3 separate regions of the Mus musculus genome follow, and all the other regions are linked to region 1. The links are chromatin contacts, called in public HiChIP or PLAC-seq and promoter capture Hi-C maps. All regions are on one chromosome and are shown on one strand. Each heading gives the region's core, a stretch centred on a gene start, on an enhancer-like site or on the middle of the called end of the contact. The rest is flanking DNA. Distances are from core to core; before and after follow the strand shown.

Region 1 (3,316 bases), core at 461-2,960:
TAAATATTAACATAAACATCTTCATAGGGAAAATAGTTTTCAAAACAATAAAAGACTCGGTAAGAAGAACTGGCACTTGCATCTTTGCAATTCTCTTTTAAGTCTGGCTTAATGGAAGACAGCTGCTCTGCAATTAGCTTATTGTAAGATCAGTGTCTCTTGGAAAACTCAACCATACAGCTGATTAGAACATGCAAGTGTAAAGGCAAATGTGATCCTAGGATTATTATGAAACTAGCTTTTCATCTTGATGACTGTTAAAAGCCTAATTTTAGCACACATCTTAGTGTGCTTCCTTTTATAAGGAAAACAAAACCCAGAGAAATTGATATTGAACTAAAACTAAACCATGGGGGTCACACTCCTGGACAAGAAACTACAGGCAACTATGGCTGCTGAGAGAGGGAAGTTAGCCTATCCCATGGAAGAACCCTCTAATTGGTTGTCCAATACAACGTGATTATCCCTGAAGCCATAGACACATACACAATAACAACAGTTTCAGCAGATTGTGCTGGCATATCCATGGATACTTACACATATATGCAACAATAATAATTAAAGAAGAAGAAGCTATCAACTTGAGATTGAGTTGGGAGACATGGAAGAAATTGGAGGGAGAGGACTTGAGGAGGCTGGAGGGAGAAAAGGGAAGGAGAGAAAGTGGCATAATTGTATTTTTAATGAAAGGTGCACACAAAAATAAAATGAACCATGAACCAAGTGCTCAGAAAAATTTTACTAGCTGACTTTAGTCAAATTACGTAACTCTGTTCTCCATTTCATTCTTTCTCTTTGATAACTATGATTCAAGAGAGCGCTTTTCAAAAGTGCTTATTGAGGAGGAACCTAACATGATATCATGAAGTTCAGAATGCTTCACTTTCGTCTGGCTCTGATAAGTTCCTGCTCTCCACATCCCCGCTCAGGGATCTCTGCTCTAAGCCTCTTCTACATTATAAGTAAGAAGACTGAGGGCATGGTGGCGCGTGCCTTTAATCCCAGCACTTGGGAGGCAGGGGAAGGCGGATTTCTGAGTTTGAGGCCAGCCTGGTATACTGAGTGAGCTCCAGGACAGTCAAGGCTACACAGAGAAACCCTGTCTCGAAAAACAAAACAAAACAAAACAAAACAAAACAAAACGACTGAGGACAACCATATTATCAACAACGGCAACATCTACTAGCTGTATACTAAGAGTTAAACAGCACGAGGACGTTTTATACACACATTCTGTTTAATTCTCTGTGCATTCCAAGAAAGGCGCTGGCTTCACTTTACCGAACTGGCTGAAGGTTGAAGAAAAAAGGTCTCTGGCCCCTACCTCTGTACACGTACCCTTTCCTAGCTCCTGCAACTCAGATGGTCATAGTTCATTGTTACTCAAGGCGATCCCTTGATGACAAAAGTCAAAAGTGTGATACTCCCCACCTGTCAACCAAACCGCCCGCCCGTCTCCTAAAGAATCATAAGGGGAGCGATCTTTCTAGCTTCCCGATGCTTTCGTTCCTGAAGTCCAGACTGGGAAATCTCCGAGCGTCTGATCCCGCTGAGTTTTGCAGAGAGGAGAAAGGGGTGCCGATGCACTGCGGGTAGCTGTCTGGAACGGAGAATTCCGGCTCTGGGTTAAAGCCGGAACCTTTCTCCACTCTCCGCGTTACACGGGCGGAGTGCGGAACCTTTCTTCTATGCTCACAGTTCCCAGGCGGAGGAGTGCGAAATCGGAACGTCCCTCAGCAACCGAGTTCTTGCCGGGGTCGCTAGCTGCTGACGTGTGCCTGGCCGGCTTCAGGCCCTGGGTTGCGGGTCGCTATGGCGGTGGACATCACACTGCTCTTCCGGGCTAGCGTCAAGACAGTGAAGACGCGGAATAAGGCTCTGGGAGTGGCCGTGGGTGGCGGGGCCGATGGCAGCCGGGACGAGCTGTTCCGCAGAAGCCCTCGGCCCAAGGGAGACTTCTCCAGCCGGGCCCGTGAAGTGGTAAGCTGGTTGCTATGGGAACGGCGGGCGGGAGCTAGGGGCGCATACGCTCCGCGGCCCCTGGACCCCAAACTGGGCCTATCTCTTTAGCTCTCGGTGAAGACAGGGAGTCTCTAGCAAGACAGAGAGTCTGTCTCACCGACCTAACAGCTGGCTCAGGGTGGCGACAGGTTTATTCTCACGAAGGGACGCATATCTGGGCACTGAAGGAAGTAAGTTAGAGGTGCTTGGATATCCTTGAAATCAGGTTATAACCTTCTGAGGCAGTGAGTTCGCCAAGAGTTCCCACAGTCTGACACTTCCTGTCGCAAAGCTCACCACTATCTCCCCTCGCCCTTCCACGAATCTGTTTGGACCTCCTCTTGCTCGTAGGGTTTAATAAAATCCACGCTCAGCTGAACGCTCCTTGATCCTTGCCTCCAGGCATAGGTAGGACTCAGTACCTCCTGAGATTGGTTTAGGACATCACCAGTGTAGGGTAAAAGCTTTTCCCTTCAGAGCGGCAACACTTAAGCAACACTAGTGTTGTAACTGTCCTCTAAACTGCTTCCTGTTCTCTGGACACAACCGGCTTCTGTGTCCCCAACATAGAAATCTTTTCCATAAGGGTAGGAACATGTTGACAGTATTTCTGTATGTGCTACTGACAATATTGCTTAGTAAGTATTCTTTGAATGAATGAATGGTTGAACGAATGAACAATTATTGATTCCACTAAACAGGAAAAAAAAAGATTGTTTGCATTATATCCCTTTGTGTCTATGACACTAGGGTAAATGTTATTTTTGGAGTACCAGGGGGTCATATACAGTCTGCCTGTCTTTTTAAAGACACACACACACACACACACACAATGGCCCAAAGCATTGAAAGGTACAAATCTGGGGGATCTAAACTTTAAGTTTCATTGGTTTTCCAGTAAACTCACCTCTGCTTGGCACATAATCCATTGCTTGATATTTCTCTTTTTGAGGCAGGGTCTTTCCATGTAGACAAGGCTGGCCTTGATCTTACAGAAAGGTGACTGCTTCTGTCTCCCAAGTGCTGAGATTGAAGGCATGGGCCCTCAGACTAGATAATACTCAAATATTACACACACACACACACACACATATATATATGCACAAGTCAATGAATGGCTGTTTACAGATAATGTTGAAGCACAGGAGGTTGTATGAACCAGATAAATGCCCCTCCCTCCAACAGTAAACATCTACCTAGTACTTACTTTCTGACCAGCACTGTTTTAGAGTAATAGGGTTCCACTGTTGAGTTATAGTTACAGTGGTGGAGGAGATGCAAATATAAACAAACGCCCTGCCGTGAGCCGTGCTGG
Region 2 (3,316 bases), core at 219-2,718, 440 kb after region 1:
TTAGCTCTCCCCACCCTGCCCACCCAAAGTCCTAGAGGTTTTCTCATTACCTCAGACCCATTGCCAAAGCCCCTTCCTCTGAACAGCTTCCTGAAAGCCACCACCCATGTGCCTCCCCCAGCTCCTCCCCCCCCACCCCCCCACTCCCTGCCATCTCTCATGTTTATCTCTGATTCAACTTTGGATCCTAACACTGCAGCTTCTACAGTGTGTAAGCTTTGACCAGTAACATGGCCACTCCTTGATCAGCTTCCTCATCTTTAAGATGAGGGTGGTAATAGAATCCACACCATAAGGGGTTTGCAGGAGAAGAAGAGGGCCGGGCACTGCATGTGTGCCCTGTCAGGTTCCAGGGGGTGGGGCTTATCCTGAGGGCTGGGACTAGGTTGCTTGTCTCCTGTGTCTGGTGCCAAGCCTGCTGCCGAGGCAGTGTGCAGTTCCTGCGTGCTGGGGGCATGGTGGAACTGCCTAGTGCCAGCTATCTTAAGCCTCTTTTCTAGACCCTGCCACCTCCCCATGGCTCTCAACTCTCATCTTAATTAAGGGTGGACTACTCCCATCAGATCTGGAAGGGTCCTGCTCGGCAAGGGAGAATGGCATATAGAAGCTGTCTCCTGCCTCAGCCCCTCTTCTGGGGCGGGGGGGGGGGGGAGGGGTTTCCTTGCTTCTCTGTCTCTCTGTCTCTGTCTCTCTGTCTGTCTCTGTCTGTCTGTCTCTCTCTCTCTGTCTCTCTCTCTCTCTGTCTCTCTGTCTCTCTCTCTCTCTCTCTCTCTCTCTCTCTCTCTCTCACACACACACACACACACACACACACACACACACACACACTTCTTCCCACTGGACACAGATAAGAGGAGGAGTCTATGATCAAGAGTATTACTGTTTGCCTGCCCTAGGAAAGAAAAGGCAGTCAGCTCTGAGCAAGCATGAGAGAGCTGTCCACCAGAGCCTCATTCTCAGTGCCCTGATGGGATGGCAGAGGTGGTAGAGAGTGAAGGCTAAGGAGAGAGAGAGAGAGAGAGAGAGAGAGAGAGAGAGAGAGAGAGAGAGAGAGAGAGAGAGAGAGTTCAAACTCCAAACTCCAGCGTTCCCGCTCCAGGTGGTATGCTCCACAGCTGCCAGACAGGGGCTGAGCTCTGTCTGGTAGTAGCAGCTACCCAGGCCTGCACCCCCCACAGGACAGAAGCCGGTCTGTGTTTACCTTTGTCCTCCTCTGCTGGTGACCCACAGAGAGCTCCCCAGGGCCACCGGTGTCACACATCAGGGAAGCTAAAGCAAGCTCCCTGGAATCCATCTTTTTTCTTCCTGGCTCCAGGACCCTGGACTTGCCAGGGCATCTCTGCAGCGAGGAGGCAGAGTCCACAGGAAGGAGGGCAGAGCAGGAAGCGTGGCTCTGTGATCATGCCTGAACAGGAAGCGAGCGACATTGCTCCCCTGCTCCCAAGCAACTGAGACAGCTTCGCTCCCCGGAGTCACGCCCAAGTCATGGTTTTTTTTTGGTTTCGTTTTGTTTTGTTTGGCTCCCCTCCCCCCCCCCCTCCATTTATGATTCTCTCTAACAAGGCCAGAGCTCTGGATGGGGCAGCTGGCACAAACCCAGAGAAACCTCCTAAGAATCAAGGCCAAAGGTTGTTGGCTTTCTCCTTAGAAGCTGGATGGGTTCCAGCACTGACTCCTCCTCTTATCTGTGTCCACGGGCAAGTCTTGGCCGTGCTCTGAGCTTCCATTCTGTCGGGGCAAAATGAAATATTGATCTTTCTCTAATTGTCCTGCAGAGTCAGTTCTGCTGCTCAAAGAGCAAATGGGCAGAGCAGCGTGCAGCGATGTCGGTGGCCCTCTCTGCAGGTCCTAACTGGCTCAATAAAAGCGTAACGCGTAACGAGACAACGACCTTGTATGCCCCAGGACAGCCTGAGAATTAATTTACTCTGTGGTCAGTTTGCTTCAATGTCAGTCAGAGAAGTATTTTCAGTGAGCCATGGTCAAGGCAGGCTACGTAAATTATGTGTTCTGATAGGGTGGGAGGGGACAGAAGCAGGCTTGGTCAATGAGGAATGTGTAGGGAGTGAGGGGCAGTGTTCAAGTCCCCACACAAGACTCTGAGAAGCTGTGTCTGGAAAGGACATGTGGAGATAAAGAAGGTGAGAAAGGAAACTTCTGGGGACATGATTGTCACATGCACGTGAAGGCATCCAGCCCAGATGAGACAATGCTGTCCATGGTAATGGAAGGAGACAATGCTGTCCAGGGTAAGCAGGGACCACCCTGGGCGAGAAAGACCAGCCTCGGTTCAATGCCAGGGATTCACAGAGCCCAGGTAACTGCTCAGCCTGACATTCCTCACCCTGGGACACCTTCTGCAGGCACAGATAGCCAGATAGCTGATGCTGGTGACAGGGAAAAAAAAAGCCTACATGGCTGGGGCCTAAGGTGCAGGAGGGATCTGCAGAAGAGAAGTTGGGGATAGCCGCATTCCTTCACACCAAGGACTTCACAGTCATGGTCTCCTTTCTCCCTCACCTGCTCCCCAGCTTCCCTCTGTGCTGTTTTCTTTTCCACTGCAACAGTTCTCATCAGCTAGTAAAAGCTTGCTGAGATGCATCAGGTGACCCCTATCCGACTTAAAACTTCCCGGGTTCACCCTGGACAAGTTCAAGAGCACCAGGATACAGGTGGTTAACACACACGTGCAAGAACAGCTGGGCACTCTGTCAGGGAGGGTGCCAAGGCCCTGTGTCACCCTGTGGCTGTCTTGGGGAACCAACTTGTTTTCTACCCCACCCTTATCTTTCTTATTGTTGAGGACAGGATCCCTGAAGGTCAGATGTCCCTCTTCAGACGGACTATCGTAAATCAAATCTTAGAGGGCTGCCCGGGTGAACGAGAGATGATGACCTCTGTCTCTGCCTCTCTCTCTGTCTCTCTCTCTTACACACACACACACACCCCACATGCACACATGCATGCATGAGCACACACACACAATGATAGTTGATAGTTACCGTGGTTAATAACAGAAAAGAACTATAGGAGGAAGAAATAGGGCTCAAATTTCTTGAAACCCCGGAAAGACTCATGGATATCCCTTGAGTTGCTAGTTTCTCCACTTCTATTCTTTGCCAGGAACAGATTGACCAAGAGAACTGAATCGGGGCATAGGTGTCCACGTAGAGGTTGCAGTGGGCTTACTTTGGCTGTAAGCCAAGGCGGGAGGGGATCTTCTCGGCTGCTAAGTGTTAGGTTTGAGCCAAGCAGACTTGGTGTTCCCACCATTTTACAGACACTAGCAGGCATCCCACAGTCAGGTTCAGGGACA
Region 3 (3,316 bases), core at 354-2,853, 270 kb before region 1:
GTGCTTGGGAATGAAAAAGAAGAGGCTCTTGATGAACACTCCAGCATAGATGACAATCACAGTAATTACGCTGAGGGAAGGAAGCCAGGCATAAATGAATGCATTCCATATGACTCCAGTTACACAAAGTTCCCTAAGATGCAACATGATCTGCAATGACAGAAAGTCGATCCGTGGTTGTCTAGAGATGGAAAGGAACTGGGAGGAGAGGGAAGAGCAGAGTGGGGAATCTCATAAAGTTGATCTCATCAAAGTTGAGACTGGAATTAGCAGAGTCTGGGAACAGCGGAAGGAAGAAGGATGGAGAAGTTGGTCAGTGGGTACCATGCCACAGTTAGGAGAAAAATGTTCTGATGTTATAGTATACAGCAAGGTGACTAAAGAAAAAGACCACATGATTTATATTTCCAAAAGGCTAGAACAAAGTATTTTTAATTTACTTCAACCACAAAGAAGTGGTAAATGTTTGAGAATATAAACAAAGGTCTAAGTGTGCAGATGTGCTTGCCCTGACTTGATAATTACATGTATGTGGCTATATTAAATATCACACAGGGGCTGGAGAGATGGCTCCATGGTTAACAGTGCTGGCTATCCTTGCAGAAGACGCAGGTTCAGTTCCCAGGATGCCCTGCTTTGGCTCACAGCCATCTGTAAATCCAATTCCAGAGAACCTAACACCGTCTTCAAGCCTCTGCATTTCATGCGCATAGTGTGGATGTACACAAGGAAGCAAAACACTCATCATAAAATAAACTAAATCTGCATTTTTTGAAGAAGTAAATAAATACTTTTTAAACCATCATATGATAGTAAAATAAATACTTTAAGTACTGTTTAGAATATGCAGAAGAAGCTGACCAGCTTGCTCACTGCCCCGATTGTGATCATTGGCCAAGTTGATGCGTTATGTAACCACTTGACAGTGTGGCCTTGCTTTCTTCCACTCAAATGGATGTGTCCATTGATGCTGACAAACTGAGGAAATGCTCTTCTCCTGGAGCCAGGTTTCTTGCAGAAAAAATAGCTGGATAAGAAGACAGAGTGGGGAATCTTGAAGGGTCACCACAGGAGCTGGTAACGATTCTAGAGGCCAGGGGAAGATGCAAGAGACAACATGGAGACAGGAAATAGGTCGTTGAAGGATGGATATATATGAAATTCATGCCACACTCAACACCAGCCAACTAGCCTTGAAGGGATGAGCCTTCTGCCCCAACCTCTGGATTTCTATAGCTGCCTGTGCACACCTCCACCCCATATGCTTTAACCAGTTTCTGTAAGTGTTGCAGACTTGCTAAAGGCCTGAGGTCCCCTCTGCCTGTTTCCTTCCCCTGGAATGTGGAAGGGGCTGAGCTCTGAGCTATGTTATGGAAGTTATGGAAGAAGGAAGATACAGGAGGATACAGGAATGGTAGGGGAAGATGCAGTTCCAGGGGTGGTGTGAGGCTTCCTCTAGGAACTAGGCTTTCAGATTCGAGCTGTCTCTCACCTGCTGGGGAGGCACCATCAGATAAGATCAATGAGGCTTATAGACTAGGAAATCCCTTACTTTTCTCCACCCTTCCGTTTCTCTGGGGCTTTGTGCCTTTCCGAGAAACAGCATCATATACTCCTCTTCAGGGGGAAGCACAAACACAGTAAATAAACAGTACAGTCCAAGCGAGCTCCTCCTCCCTGCCAATTAGCTGCAGAGAAGCAGGATTTTTTTTTTCCTGGGGGCTGGGGAAGAGATCCTGGCCCCAGTGGCCTCCTAGATTCCTGGGGAGAATGGCTCCAGATTTAGGGAACAGCCCCAGGGGTGTGACTGAGGGAGTCTGGGGGAGAACTGGCCAAATAATCAGGGCATTCACTCGGGGGCTTTGTTTGCTGTTTCAGTGCAAATTAGCAATTAGCAGTGCCTGGCATTGGGCCACCTCCCTTCCAAGGCCAACTGGCAGCACGTGTCGTTTTGTTCTTGGCTGGAGACCCACAGACTGGGTGGCAAGAAATAGGCTCTGTGGAGCCAGGACCAAAAGCATTATGGTCCTTTTTACCTAGCAGTCTGCCCCCACTCGGAGGCATCATGCCCAAGAGATCACCCCAACCGACTGCCTTCATTGTGGACAGAGGATGCACTGTGGAGGGAACTTCTGATCTATAGGGGCCTTCACAGAGGAACCGGAACAAAAGAAAATGCTATGCACAGGCCCTACTACCTTTGAAGGGATGGAGCCAAAACCAAACTCTCCTGCCTCAGAATTCTCATAACCAGAGATACTCATACTGGAGCTGCCTGTGAGCCCTGGAGGACTTCAGATACACAAATTACTTCCTATCATTTGCATTTCTAATGACTTCCTGGGGGTGGGAAACACTGATGCAGTGAACCAACCACACTTAGGTGCCCTGAAACATTCCTCATAGCCAGCGCTGGGGAAGTGAAGAAAGGCAAGTTCTTGGGTCCCGCTAGTTGACTAAGCTTGCCACACTGGTGGGGTCCAGGACAGTGAGAGAACCTGTCTCAAAAAAAAAAAAAAAAAAAAAAAAAACAGCATCCTGAGAAACGATACCTGAGGTTGACTTCTGACCTCTGCATCTACAGACAGGTTTACAAACATAAATACATGCATATCCTCAGGCACATAATGGTAGGACTTCACAAAACCAGGGGGGTGGGGTGGGGGATTGAGTTCTAGGATGAGTCAGCAGATCAGCATGGGGAAAACAAGAGAACCAAGGATCCCAGCGAATCTCTAGACACCAAATAAGACAAAGGAACATGTGTCTTTTGAAATAATGCACTAACTCCTTGTGGAGAGCAGGAGGCACAGAATTAAGCAAACTGAAAGGTCCATTGCTGGTTTCCTGAGAATCCATGAAAAAGAATTGGCCTTACAAACGATGGGGACACGGTCCAGGAACCGTAGCTCTTCCTTCAAGGGGCAACCTGCTCAAGACTGATGAAACTCCAGCCTCCAAGGGTTAGAATAGGTTTGAACTTCAAACCTTTGCTTTTGCTGGGGACAGCCCTGAAGCTAGTAGACACAGCAAATAAATCCATGGGTTTCCCAGTTAAATTTGAGTTTCAGATAAGTGATAGGTATGAATTTAGCCTATTTATGGCCCAATCTGTCTCAGTAATGGTCAGAATACATGAGAATACTGCAGAAAGATGGAATCTGATTGCCTTTTCTAGCATTTCTTCTGTCTTGCCATCACTTCCTACTTCCTGCTCCACTTCCTGTTTGTCAATCACAGCTGTACATGGTGTCCACAATAGCTTTACAGCCAGTACATTTTAGCTTCTCCTGTCCCCTTAAGGCACCCAGTTCAA

What was found. Promoter capture Hi-C pulls out the DNA fragments that hold promoters and counts their contacts. HiChIP or PLAC-seq counts read pairs in DNA pulled down with a chosen protein or histone mark.
Region 2: a contact with region 1 is called in a FOXA1 HiChIP or PLAC-seq map of pancreatic cancer cells. The contact joins the promoter of Slc2a9 here to the promoter of Stx18 in region 1. A contact is called at or near these places in 1 of 39 promoter capture datasets (liver), 1 of 115 datasets of contacts at active chromatin or transcription factors (pancreatic cancer cells) and 3 of 9 other capture datasets (adipose tissue, macrophages and pancreatic islet).
Region 3: a promoter capture Hi-C map of trophoblast stem cells shows a contact between it and region 1, with 2.8 times the contacts expected there. The contact joins the enhancer-like site here to the promoter of Stx18 in region 1. A contact is called at or near these places in 9 of 39 promoter capture datasets (the 3T3-L1 cell line, cranial neural crest, embryonic stem cells and 5 more), 1 of 115 datasets of contacts at active chromatin or transcription factors (embryonic stem cells) and 1 of 9 other capture datasets (embryonic stem cells).

Annotation. Positions count from the first base shown.
Region 1 is chr5:38,037,520-38,040,835 of GRCm38.p6, forward strand. Stx18 (syntaxin 18) reads left to right here and starts at 1,711. Exons shown (of 11, transcript NM_026959.3): 1 at 1,711-1,980. The coding sequence starts at 1,813.
Region 2 is chr5:38,478,838-38,482,153 of GRCm38.p6, forward strand. It overlaps Slc2a9 (solute carrier family 2 (facilitated glucose transporter), member 9), which reads right to left and starts at 1,469. Exons shown (of 12, transcript NM_001102414.1): 1 at 1,202-1,469. The coding sequence starts at 1,294.
Region 3 is chr5:37,767,333-37,770,648 of GRCm38.p6, forward strand. All of the region lies in intron 2 of Gm40286 (a long non-coding RNA gene), which reads right to left. Among named protein-coding and RNA genes, the nearest start is that of Gm40286, 5.2 kb to the right of the region's middle. Within about 2 kb of position 1,604, at least 35 of the 459 cell types and tissues checked have an H3K27ac peak or open chromatin away from gene starts, as enhancers often do. A contact at or near this core is called in trophoblast stem cells, where this site is marked.